Linked DNA regions of Mus musculus: all the other regions are linked to region 1. The links are chromatin contacts, called in public promoter capture Hi-C maps. All regions are on one chromosome and are shown on one strand. The core of a region is the stretch at or near the end of the contact, and the rest is flanking DNA. Distances in the headings are between cores, read along the strand shown. Region 1 holds the start of Magoh (mago homolog, exon junction complex core component). Region 2 holds the start of Zyg11a (zyg-11 family member A, cell cycle regulator). Region 3 overlaps Ndc1 (NDC1 transmembrane nucleoporin).

What was found. Promoter capture Hi-C pulls out the DNA fragments that hold promoters and counts their contacts.
Region 2: a contact with region 1 is called in a promoter capture Hi-C map of stem cell-derived epiblast-like cells, with 3 times the contacts expected there. The contact joins the promoter of Zyg11a here to the promoter of Magoh in region 1. A contact is called at or near these places in 13 of 39 promoter capture datasets (the C10 cell line, the HPC-7 cell line, cranial neural crest and 10 more), 4 of 115 datasets of contacts at active chromatin or transcription factors (bone marrow-derived macrophages, embryonic stem cells and forebrain) and 1 of 9 other capture datasets (adipose tissue).
Region 3: a promoter capture Hi-C map of hippocampal neurons shows a contact between it and region 1, with 3 times the contacts expected there. The contact joins the enhancer-like site here to the promoter of Magoh in region 1. A contact is called at or near these places in 7 of 39 promoter capture datasets (the 3T3-L1 cell line, the C10 cell line, embryonic stem cells and 3 more), 1 of 115 datasets of contacts at active chromatin or transcription factors (bone marrow-derived macrophages) and 1 of 9 other capture datasets (embryonic stem cells).

The regions. Positions count from the first base shown.
Region 1 is chr4:107,877,935-107,881,576 of GRCm38.p6, forward strand. Magoh (mago homolog, exon junction complex core component) reads left to right here and starts at 1,821. Exons shown (of 5, transcript NM_001282737.1): 1 at 1,821-2,011; 2 at 2,959-3,017. The coding sequence starts at 1,924.
Region 2 is chr4:108,215,625-108,219,711 of GRCm38.p6, forward strand. It overlaps Zyg11a (zyg-11 family member A, cell cycle regulator), which reads right to left and starts at 2,419. Exons shown (of 14, transcript NM_001167936.3): 1 at 2,209-2,419. The coding sequence starts at 2,298.
Region 3 is chr4:107,385,801-107,389,710 of GRCm38.p6, forward strand. It overlaps Ndc1 (NDC1 transmembrane nucleoporin), which reads left to right. Exons shown (of 18, transcript NM_028355.4): 10 at 796-877; 11 at 3,651-3,806. Among named protein-coding and RNA genes, the nearest start is that of Ndc1, 20 kb to the left of the region's middle. Within about 2 kb of position 1,406, at least 15 of the 459 cell types and tissues checked have an H3K27ac peak or open chromatin away from gene starts, as enhancers often do. A contact at or near this core is called in hippocampal neurons and liver, where this site is marked.

The DNA of each region.
Region 1 (3,642 bases), core at 571-3,070:
TTCCAGTTTGCAGCCACTACCTACACATGGGTCATCACCACCACAGTACTACCTTCATGGATTTCCTTAACGACTACCTATCTCCATAACAATTGCACTTCTGGCCTTCCTATTTTCCAGTCGGCTTACATGACAACCAAAGTGATCTTTCTAAAGTGCAGTAGGAGCCAGGCAAGGTGGTGGCACACGCCTTTAATACCAGGACTCCTCTAGAGTCCTGCAAAGGCAGGTGGATATCTGTACCCCAGCCCAGTCTGGCCAATATAGTGAGTTTCAGGCCAGCCAGGGCTACACAGCCAGACCCTGTCTCAGAGAACAAGAAACAAACCAGTGGCAGGGCAGAGAGTGGTGAGACGACATCTCTGGTAACGATGTGTGTCAATTCTTTTTTTTTGAGACAGGGTTTCTCTGGCTGTCCTGGATCTCACTCGGTAGACCAGGTTGCCCTCGAACTCAGAAATCCGCCTGCCTCTGCCTCCTGAGTGCTGGGATTAAAGGCATGTGCCACCACACCTGTCGTGTGTCAATCTTCTATGACTAGAATTTACCGTATTTCACCTACTTGACCTTAAAATTCCCGCACCAGAAATTTGACCTTTCACAGAGGTCAACTTTGGCTCTTGAAAATGAACCTCTTGGGTAGTGGTCTCCACATTTGACCCACCTCGTTTTTGTTTCAGTTTGTGTGTGTGTATCTTACTTGGTAGTCCTGACTGGCCTGGAACTCACTATGCAAAGAGCAGTCTAGGCTTAAACTCACAGAGGTCTACTCCACTCTGCCTCTGAAGTGCTGGGATCAAAGGCATTGGCCACCATGCCCAGTTCTCACCTGGGTATTTTTTTAGAGGCTTCAGTGAAACTGGATTCTGTCAGCATGTGGCTAGGGCTGAGAATCGCTGCTAAATAAGATGACCAGTAGGAGCCGGGCGGTGGTGGCGCACACCTTTAATCCCAGCACTTGGCAGAGGCAGGTGGATTTCTGAGTTTGAGGCCAGCCTGGTCTACAGAGTCAGTTCCAGGACAGCCGGGGCTACACAGAGAAACCCTGTCTCGAAAAACAAAACAAAACAAGACAAAAAAGCCTAGTAGGGATCCAACATTCATTTAACCGACCCACAACACCTATCTAGACATGTTAGCTTGAAAGGGAAGAATGAAAGGCAACTCGTTCATGAGTGGTGACCCTCGTGAGGATGAGGTAGGAGGGTTTGTGGTTTCAGGTCAGTCTGGATCAGGTAGCAGTACTCTGCCTACACGTAAAATAAAGAAATAGCAGAAAGGGATGTTAGCTAAATGCAGGCAAGTTTCAGGCAACATTGTGGAATGGGAAAGGAGTCATTCTTAAAAGACAGCTAAGTAAAGCCAACTTTATTTTTCGGGACAGGGTCTTAGTATGCAGCCACTGGTCTCAAACTCTCATTACGCTCTTTAGACATTTACTACTAATCTCCCGCCTCAGAGCCACCTCCTGATCTACACACTGGGGAGTGGAAGAAGGCGGGGGATGGGGGTGGCAGCGTACTCATAGATGAGCAAATCATTTTGCCTCCTTTTACTGTGGAAACCCATCTAGGTTCAGAGTGTGAATAACCTCGTTCGACTCACTTGTCTCTTTAAATTGAGGTTGCGCCTGACAGGACTCTAGCGCTCAGTGTTGGGCTGAAACCCAGATGCAGTTCTCGGATCCCAAGATCTTCCAGAACTCTCGATATACAACCAAGGGGGCGTGGCGATCTTGACCCAGCGTCTAGGGGAGGGGGCGTGGTAATCTCGTTCCCGCCTCCGGAGAGTGAGAAACTCTTAGTGTCGCGGTGGCAGACGTCATTTCCGCGCGCCACCATTACGCCAGTATAAGACGTAGACCGCAGGCCGTGGTAGTGTCATCCGTTCCTAAAGTTCCGTCCTCCTTGTCCCTTGCGAGGCATGGAGAGTGACTTTTACCTGCGTTACTACGTGGGCCACAAAGGCAAGTTCGGTCATGAGTTCCTGGAGTTTGAATTCCGACCTGACGGTAAGAGCGGCCTCCCGGCTGCGGGCAGTGGGACCGGCCCCGGGGAGGGCGGAGAGAAGGCGGGCTGCGGAATGTGGCGAAGCGAAGCAAGGGACGCCGACCACCGTGCTGTTGGGTCGTGAAAGAGGCATTCTTTTGTCGGCTTCATTGGTTCTTTCTCTTCATCCGCTGGCGATTCTCCTTCGTAGCTTTTTAAAAAGCCAGGTTGCTTACATTCAACAAAGATTTAATGTCCATCTGAGAATGGGCTGTTTGTTTTCCAGTCTGGGGACAGAGCAACAAAAATAAATTTTCCCCTCTCGTGGAACATGTGTTTCAGAGCCGGAAGAAACCACAGCGATCTCTTGTAGTGTGGAGTGATCAAAAAGTAAGGTCGCTTTTAAAGAGCAGTCTGAGGAGTGTGAATTTGAATTAAGCCGTAATTGAAAAGGGATCAATTTTTGAAGTACAGGAAGAAAAGCATCTACAGGAGTAGCAAGTGTCATAGGACCTCAAAGAGCCAGACATATCCAGGTGGTCACTGGGGTGACTGAGAGACAGTAGTAGGGGGTGATGTTAGTCAAGAGCCTCGCTATACAGGTGTTTGTAGTGCTTGCTTGCATACAGCTTCCTTAGTTTTCAAAGTCCTTTCCCAACCCAGTTGAACATCAGCATGTTCTTCTCTGTGCAGCTAAGATAGCATTAAAATTCCTGTTTACAGCTGAGAACGTGTTCTTTTGCTACATCATGGCAGCCTTTTCCCGGGACTCTAGTTTACTGTCAGGTCCTTCTTCTGTTGTTCAGTAGTTTCAAGTGAAGTACCAAAAACACTACTATCACAGCTGGGAAATGGGTTGAAACATTCGATATAATTTAGGCAAAGCTCATATTCTTTGGAGGGTAATGGTGCTTTGTTCATGTTTTCTAATACGTTGCATTCTTTTTTTTTTTTCTTTTTTCTTCCGAAGGTAAATTGCGATACGCCAACAACAGCAATTACAAAAATGACGTCATGATCAGGAAAGAGGTACAGACCTTTCCTTCACTACGACTTAGCCTTTGGTTTCCCATTGCTTATGTTCTCTCTGGTAATGAAAGATGAAGTGTAGGAAGCGAGCACTTATTTCTAAGCAGCTAGATTATTTCTCTGATTCACTCCCCCCCCCCCCCCAGTGCTGAATCAAAAGCTAGTAAGTGTTTGAAATCTGTGTGTCTTGGTTTGTACCCTCGGTGTGCCCCATACTGACCATGTGACCTCAAAACAAGTTCTCTGGCTGAACTTGGTCTCTGTGTTTTCATCTGTAAAACAAAGGATAAGAAAACCTACCTGTGACTCCCAAATGTTATCATAGAATTAAATATATTAGTCCCTAGTACATAGACTATGAAGACAGCATTGACTTTGCTTCTGAAGAGGAAACGGATCAGGGGAAAGTCTCAACCTCGAATTACGCTCTTTAGAGCTAAACCATAGACATTTACTACTACTCTCCCACCTCAGAGCCCCCTCCTGATCCACACACTGGGGAGTGGAAGAAGGCGGGGGATGGGGGTGGCAGCGTACTCATAGATGAGCAAATCATTTTGCCTCCTTTTACTGTGGAAACCCATCTAGGTTCAGAGTGTGAATAACCTCGTTCAAACAATATGTT
Region 2 (4,087 bases), core at 1,169-3,668, 340 kb after region 1:
AAGGCAGCTCACAACTGTCTGTAACTCATGTTCCAGGGAATCAGACAACCCCATGCACACACACATGCAGGTAAAACATTAATGCACTTAAAATAAAAGTAAGTAAAAATTTAAAAATTGAGTGAACCAAGAGAGAGAATATTTGAGCCTTATATCTTAAATTCTCAGTAAGCGAGCGCGCAAGCACGCGCACACACACACACACACAGATGTATATCAGAGCAATAGAATTTGCGTTTTGGCTCACTTCTAAGCTGAAACACTGAGTTCAATACATATGGCAGAACAGAACAGACTCCAAATGGTCATCTGACCTCCATAAATGTGTGCAAGGCACACACATTACAAAGAATCCACAAAAAAAATTACAGGTCCAAACCTATAATCCTACCACTTGTGACTTAGAGACGGGATGATCAGGAGTCAAGGTCACCCTCAGCTACATAAAGAGCTAGAGGCCAGTCGAGAGCATAGAAGTCAAAAACAATTAAAAAAATTACACATCATGTAAGCAAAATAAGGGGAATTATAAAGATATTACCCACAACTATTAAAATAAAAAAGGTGTATATCGGGGGCTGGAGAGATGGCTCAGTGGTTAAGAGCGCCGACTGCTCTTCCGAGAAAGTCCTGAGCTCAAATCCCAGCAACCACATGGTGGCTCACAACCATCCATAATGAGATCTGATGCCCTCTTCTCATGTGTCTGAAGACAGCTAGCTACAGTGTACTTACATATAATAAAGACATCTTTAAAAAAAAGTTGTATATGTTGGAAGATAATAACCAGAAAAATTACAGATACCATATATACACTAAAAAGATAATTTAAGGCTGGGTGGTGGTGGCACACACTTTTAATCCCAGCACTTGGGAGGCAGAGGCAGGTGGATTTCTGAGTTCAAGGTCAGCTTGGTCTACAGAATGAGTTTCAAGACAGCCAGGGCTACACAGAGAAACCCTGTCTCGAAAAAGAAAAAAAAACTCCATGAAGATTTCAAATTCCAATAAATTTGATAAACCGAATGAAGTAGAGAATACATTTCTTGATAGATATTACCAAAGCAAAATCTGTTATAGTTCTGGGAATGCTGTCCCCCCCCCCCCCCCACTTCTTTTTTTCCACTTTGGACAGTTTCTCTGTGTAGCTTTGGCTTCCTGGAACTCACTCTGTAGACTAGGTTGGCCTCAAACTAACTCCTGAGTGCTGGGATTAAAGACGTGTCCCACCATGGCTCAGCAAATGTTGTCTCCTTTTATAAATATGGAGATATACAAAGAACTAACTTTATTAACTCCCAAAAAATACATAGGCATATGAGTTAAAACCTGCAAGGCCCGAGGAGTAGCTCACTTGGTAAGACGCTTGTCTTGTAAGCAGGGACAAGCAGAAAGAAGCTGGGTCCCCTGTCACTTGCTTGTAATTGTAACCCCAGTATTGTTGAGAATGCAAGGCCAGCCTGAGTTACTTAGTGAGTTCCAGACCAGCCTGATCTTGGGTGGAATTTTATTTCCAGAATAAAATTAAAATAGGGGCTAAGGAGATGGCTCAGAGGTTAAAAGAGGGCACAGGGTTCTTCTAGAGGCCGAAACTCTGTTCCCAGCACCCACATCTGCCTGTCACCGGTGTATTTTTCGCTGTCCCCCACCCCACCCCCGCCAGGTACTGAGCATCCAAGATCACTAAGTTCTAGTGTAGACCCAGTCACCCTCGGGCTCGCCGCCTTCCGCACTCGGTTCCTGGGGCAGGTGGGTGGGCGACTTAGGGGAGCCGCTGCGTGGGGCGCTAAGAGGAGGCGGCTCGGGGCCCTGAGGAGAGGGGCGGGTCTGTGCTTGCTGAGGTGAGGCCATCTGAAGGGAGCGGGCTGAGGAGACCGGGCGGGCTGGAGGTCTGAGGAGAGGAGCGGGGCTAGCCTGAGGGGGTGGCGCCTGCGCGCAGCGGGGGGCTCAGTATGGCTGGGGTTCGAACTCGGGCGCCTTCCTCAGCAGCGCAGCGAACAGGAACCCCGCGAGGGCTGGACGCGGCGTCCACGGAGCCTGGAGCCCGGAGCCCGGGCCGGCCTGCCGGCGACTTCCAGGGAACCGTCACGCCCAACTCGCCGCCCGCCCGCCCGCCCGGAGGAGGCCGCCCCGCACCAGCCCGCCCGCCCGCGGGCCGCGCTGCACGACGGGCGGACGCCCCGGAGCCCGGACGGCGGCCACACTCACCTGCACCAAGCAGTGGCCCTGCGCGTCCTGCTGGGCGTCGGGCAGGACGAGGGCCCGCGGCCACAGCAACGGATGCAAGAAATGGACCATGACGCCGACGCCGCCCACGCGAGCCCGGCCGCCGACGTCGCGCCCCGGCGCCCCGGAGGAGAGCGCAGGAAGGTCGCCCGGCACGGGAGGAGAGCTCAGGAAGGTCGGCCGGCGTTTGAATGGCCGCCCCACGCCGCGCACAGGTCCGCCGCGACCCCGCCCCCGCCGCACGCCCAATGGTCCTCGCTCTCCAGCCTCAGCCACCCAACTCCTATTCACTCCTCGGAGGCCGAGCGCCCTGAGACCCACGCTGCCGAGGGCGTTCGCATAGCACGCACAGCGTTCCTCATTGTACATTTTTATTTTGTTTCTTCTTTTTATGGGGGGGTATTTTGTGGGGGGGGGGTGTTTTTTTGTTTGTTTGTTTTTTGTTTGGTTGGTTTTGGTTTTGAAATAAGGTTTCTCTGTGTAGCCCTGGCTGGTCCTAGAACTCCAAGTTCATAGACGTCCACCGGCCTCTGCCTCCAAAGTACTGGTATTAAAGAAGTAGCCACCCACCAGGGCTTGATTTTTTTTTTTTTTTTTTTTTTTGAGTTAGATAAGGAATCTAGAGCGCATTGTAGGCCAGGGCTCTACCACGTGCCAGATTTTTAAGTGCTTTAAACAAATTAAAAAGCATTTTCAAAGGCTTTGCCCCAGATACCAGTCACGTTTTGACTCCTTGATGAGGATTAACGGTACAAAATATTTCTAGAGGCTGCTAACCTGGTTGGAAGGGGACAGAGTGCAGTGTTAACGTCTGCTTACACACACGACACGCACACACAATAAAATTTCAAAAACAAAACACAGCACCTATTTTTATAAGAGCACAGGGAAGTGGAAACAGGATCAAAGGTTGAAGGTTTTCTTCTGAAAACTAGTTTGAAACTAACCTCAGCCCCCATTACTTTAAGACCATCTTATTTAACATACAACTATTGCTCGGATCCAGGCCAATGCTGTTAAGAGACCTAGACAGACAGGTGAAAGGCAGAGACAGAGAGCCCAATCTCTTGGATTGCTGGGGGTATCTGAAGCCTAATTTTTATCAACTACATGTAAGATCAGGTGAGAGCACACAGGCAGAAACCAGGATTGCTAAAGATAAGGTTTGTACTCAGGCACTTCCCAGGCTCGTGCTAGATGAAGGAATTCAAATGTTAAAATTAGTTTTCAAGAACAAAGGACCAGGCTACGCTTCCCTCAGCGGTCTGTTTTCTTGTTCACCAGCCTGGAATTTGCATTATAGCTGAAGATGACCTTGAACTGATTCTTCCACTTCCACCTCCCAAGGTGCAAGGTGAGTTGTATACAGCTGTCCTTGAAAGTAACTACAAAGCTAGCGATGCGGGGGCGTGGCTGCTAGCCATGTGGGGGCGTGGCTGTTAGACCACTCACTCCGCACACTGCAAGAACAGAATTTTAGGAATGAGAACAAGCCATTGCGGAAACTGAAGGTTAGAAGTAAGAGCCAGGATGAAGGGATTTTACCTGGGAAAGCATGGGCCTTTGATCCCAGCACTCGAGGGAGGCAGAGGCAGATTGAACTCTGTGAGTTCTGGACTGGGTAGGGCCAAAATAAATCAAAGACTCATTATTCAAATTTGTGATTTAAGTTGGCATGGCGGTGGTGAACGTCTGCAATCTCAGAATTTGGGAGACACAAGAGTCAGGAGTGCTGGCCCAAAACCTAAATATATCGCATTTGAAAGACTGTCTGGATTTCTGTTCTTAAAGTTTATTTTACAGTTATATATGTGTATGTTATGTCTTTTGTTTGTGGCAGGGTTTTGTTACTGCTGGTGTG
Region 3 (3,910 bases), core at 156-2,655, 490 kb before region 1:
GTGCCTAAGCCACATTCTAAGTGCTAAGATAACAGGCATCTTCTGGCGTGCGCAGCTGGATTAGTACTTTAAAATCAGTTAAAAGAAATGGAGCCCAGTGTTTTTGGCATAGTCTAGAGAAGCATAAACAAGTAGGAAAATGAGCTATTGCAGCACTAATTGCTAGTAAGTGTTAGCCATTCGTTTGGCCACTTACTGAATCTTTATTAGAAGGTCAGTTGTCAGGTGCTGTGGGTTGTGTTGGGTAGGACAATGACTAAGACACATGACAGTGCTAGGTTTCTACTGGCAAGAGCAGTGGCACCACCGTCTCCCCTGGTCCCAGTACCAGACGCTCAGAACTGATGCTTTGAAGAAATAAAGAGGCTTGTCCAGGAGAAGGTAGCTTTTCGGAAAGAGCAAAAAATGAGTGTTTTGTGTGTTAGGCCCTGCCATTGGATGTAGCAGTAGTGAGCAAGGCCATGTCCCTGTTCCTATGGGCCTCGCACTGCTGAGTAGAAGCAGATGAGGCAGCAGGCACAAGTGCTGTGGCCCAGATCTGGGGGCGGGGGCGGGACCGGGGCAGGAACTTATAGGAGGAGGGGGTATTGGAGTTAACCCTACAGACCTGAAAAAAAAAAAAAAATACAGAGCTCTGTAGTTCCTGTAAGTAGCCAGAGCCTAGAGTGTGTGGGGAGGTAGAGGCATGCATGAGAGTTAGAAGGGAAGTTGTGATTCCTTGGATATTTATGTGCCTACTTTTTACATATGATTTTGTTAAAGCTTTAACAGTCTGTCTTTCTTTGTTCCTTTTAGTATTTGGCCTTACAGGACCTGATGCTGCTTTCTCAATATTCTCCTTCTCGGAGGCAAGAAGTTTTCAGTCTCAGCCAACCAGGTATTGCTGAGAGTCATAGACTTAATTGGGCTCGTGCGTGCTCAGAGTGCCCCAGAGCCTTTGAAAGAGAGGTATGGTTTGTCCTCACTGCACCTCTGAGACCTTAGATGAACACTGGACTGAATATTACATGGCCCAAGTGGTGACACTGCTGAGTAGATTTATGTCACCAGGGAAAAGCATTGATTTGTAGATATTCATTTTTTCTTTTTTTTCAGCTCCTTAAATACCTGAACCTGAAGAAATTGTGTACTAAGTGTCTTATCAGAAAAGTTCAACCTAGGAATCTTAGCTCTGGTAATGCCATTGAGGACTTAAAAACCAGGTGACTTCCCCTAGATGGGAGTAAGGATTGGAGTCCGATTTATCTTTTGACTCCATGGACGTAGCTCTCTGCTCCTGCTAGGTTACGCTGCCTCCCTTAGAAGAAAAGTTAGCCAGAAACTGGATTTGTTAGTGACTGAGGGTGACTTTGGCAGGCCTGGTGTTCTCTGCTGTGCTTGCCAAGACTGTACAAGCTCAAGACTGACTTTGCCAGAACTCTCACCATGTTCCTGGCGTGGAACTGGTCCAGCCTAGTCCTATCCCCAGTGGGAAAGAAAGGGCCTGGGTAACCTTTCATCTGCTTTCTAATTAGCTCTCAATCATTTTGCAAAGCTTGCCAATTCCCAGACTGTAAAAAGATCATCTGTAGTTAAATGTGATGTGGAAATGAAACCCAGTTATATAAAAATATAATTGATCAGAGCTGCTTTCTTTTTAGCGCTGAGAAATCCAGTGCTGGGTTGTGGAGAAAACGAGGCCGCTGTGCTTTCTGTCACACTTGGGCTTTCTGTCACACTTGGGCTCTTCTTCTGCACTTTGTTATTCAAGCAACTACAAAATAGCATGTGCTTCGCCAGAGGCCTGCTCTGGGGCATGTGATTGAAGGTTAATTAGAATATCACACAGCTCCTAGCTGTCCGGAGTTGCATCTCAGTCTGATGAGGATCTTGTGTGTGCTTGCTGGTTAGGCGACGGTCCCTGCACGTGGTAGGAAAGGAGTGTGTTTCAGAGGGATCTGTGTGATGAGGGGCTGAGTGACATGAGATGGGAGGAGTTTACAGTGCCTTCTGCTGTTCTTAGCACGCCATGGCACATGTGACAACTCTTAATAGGCAAAGGGCTTGGGAATCAAAGACAGGTGAGGGTGTTTGTTTGTTTGTTTTTCTTTAAGAATGAGAACTATTAGTTCATGTTAAATAACATAATGGCCCATATATAAGATCTCTAAGTATGAAAAATTGAATCGTAGAGTTGTGTGTGCTTAATTTTGGTGTATGAATTTTTTGCCTTTGTTTGTTTGTTTTTGTTTTTTGAGACAGCGTTTCTCTGTGTAGCCCTGGCTGTCCTGGAACTCACTCTGTAGACAAGGCTGGCTTCAAACTCAGAAATCCTCCTGCCTCTGCCTCCTGTGCTGGGATCAAAGGTGTGCGCCACCACGCCCAGCGCCTTTTTTGTTTTTTTTTTTTTTAAATATACTAAAGTTTAAAATAGATTTTAAAAATTAGAAAGAGAGCAGGGCGTGGTGGCACACGCCTTTAATCCCAGCACTCGGGAGGCAGAGGCAGGCGGATTTCTGAGTTCGAGACCAGCCTGGTCTACAAAGTGAGTTCCAGGACAGCCAGGGCTATACAGAGAAACCCTGTCTCAAAAAAAAAAAAACCAAAAAAAAAAAAAATTAGAAAGAGTAAAGGTCATTGTCAAACAGCCAAGCCACTCCTAGAGACAGCATAACAAATGCTGGCTGCTTTTTTTAAACTTTTGAGACATGGCTACATGGCTGCCCTGGACTTAGCTCTGTGGCCTCAAACTCAGAGATCCACCTGGCTGCACCAGCATACCTGGTGTGGATATTGGCTCTTACACATAGTCTCTCCTTTATTTATCTTGGAACGTGTTCCAAGATACTCAATGGTGCTTAAAACTGTGGATGGTGGTGAACTCTGTATCTGTTGCTTCCTAATGCATATATACCTGTATACCTATGATGAAATGTATGAATTAAACACCATAGGGATGAGCAGCAATAAGAAGAAAATACAGCAGTTATAATAATGTACTATGATGAAGTTGCCACCATCTCTGGTGCAGTGGGGCCATTGTCACATAAAGTAGGGATGTTTGAGAACAAGGTTGTGCTGCTGTGGATTGCTTAGAGGGTAAGTTAGTGGCTGCTAGCATGAGTGTGTTAGACGTGAGGGTGGTTAAATGTCCTGGGAGTCAGTTATGGAGCAGCGCTGGATTATGTCATGCTGTTCAGAATAGCTGTTTAAAATGTAAGAATGATTTCTTCTTGGATGTTTGTGCAACTGTTAATTGGGAGGAGCTCCTATAAATGGACATGTAAGGAAACCCCGTGAATAGGCAGGTAGTATAGCATCCCCTGGAGGTACCGTTATGCATCCTAGCTTTCACTGCCCTGGTTCATTTTTCACAGACTTAACAATCTTAAGCATTGCTAGTGAAGTAATTCTGGTCTTAAAAAAATATGGCCTAGTCCTTGGCTTAGTTTTGGCAACTAATTTAAGAGTAAAATCCAAAGTTTTGCTTGCAGGCTTTTGAGCAAATTGATTCAGCCAAGTAGTTCTTAAATTGCTGTGTTAGGTGGCTTGAGTAACAATAATAGCTTAACTGAGAAAGTGGGTTTTCTTGCTGACTGCCCCTGCCCCAAGCTTTGGGAAGAGAATATGGGTTTTTTTATATTTTAATAGGTGTTGTTTGGCTACCGTAGGTGGACATCCCCACAATTGGACTGCTATTTCGAGGGAGTGTTTGAATCTTTTAAATGATATGACTCAGAAACTGGTTCTCTACCAAGAAGCTGCTGCTACAAATGGGAGGATGTATTCATCATACTCAGTGGAACCCAAGAAACTGAGCTCTGCAGGTGACTCCTAGTCCTACACAAAGGGGAATGTATCCGTTTCCTAGGGAAGTGACAGTAGTTAGTTCCTGGCTAATTGCATGTGTGAGGTAGCTATGTTTAGCATT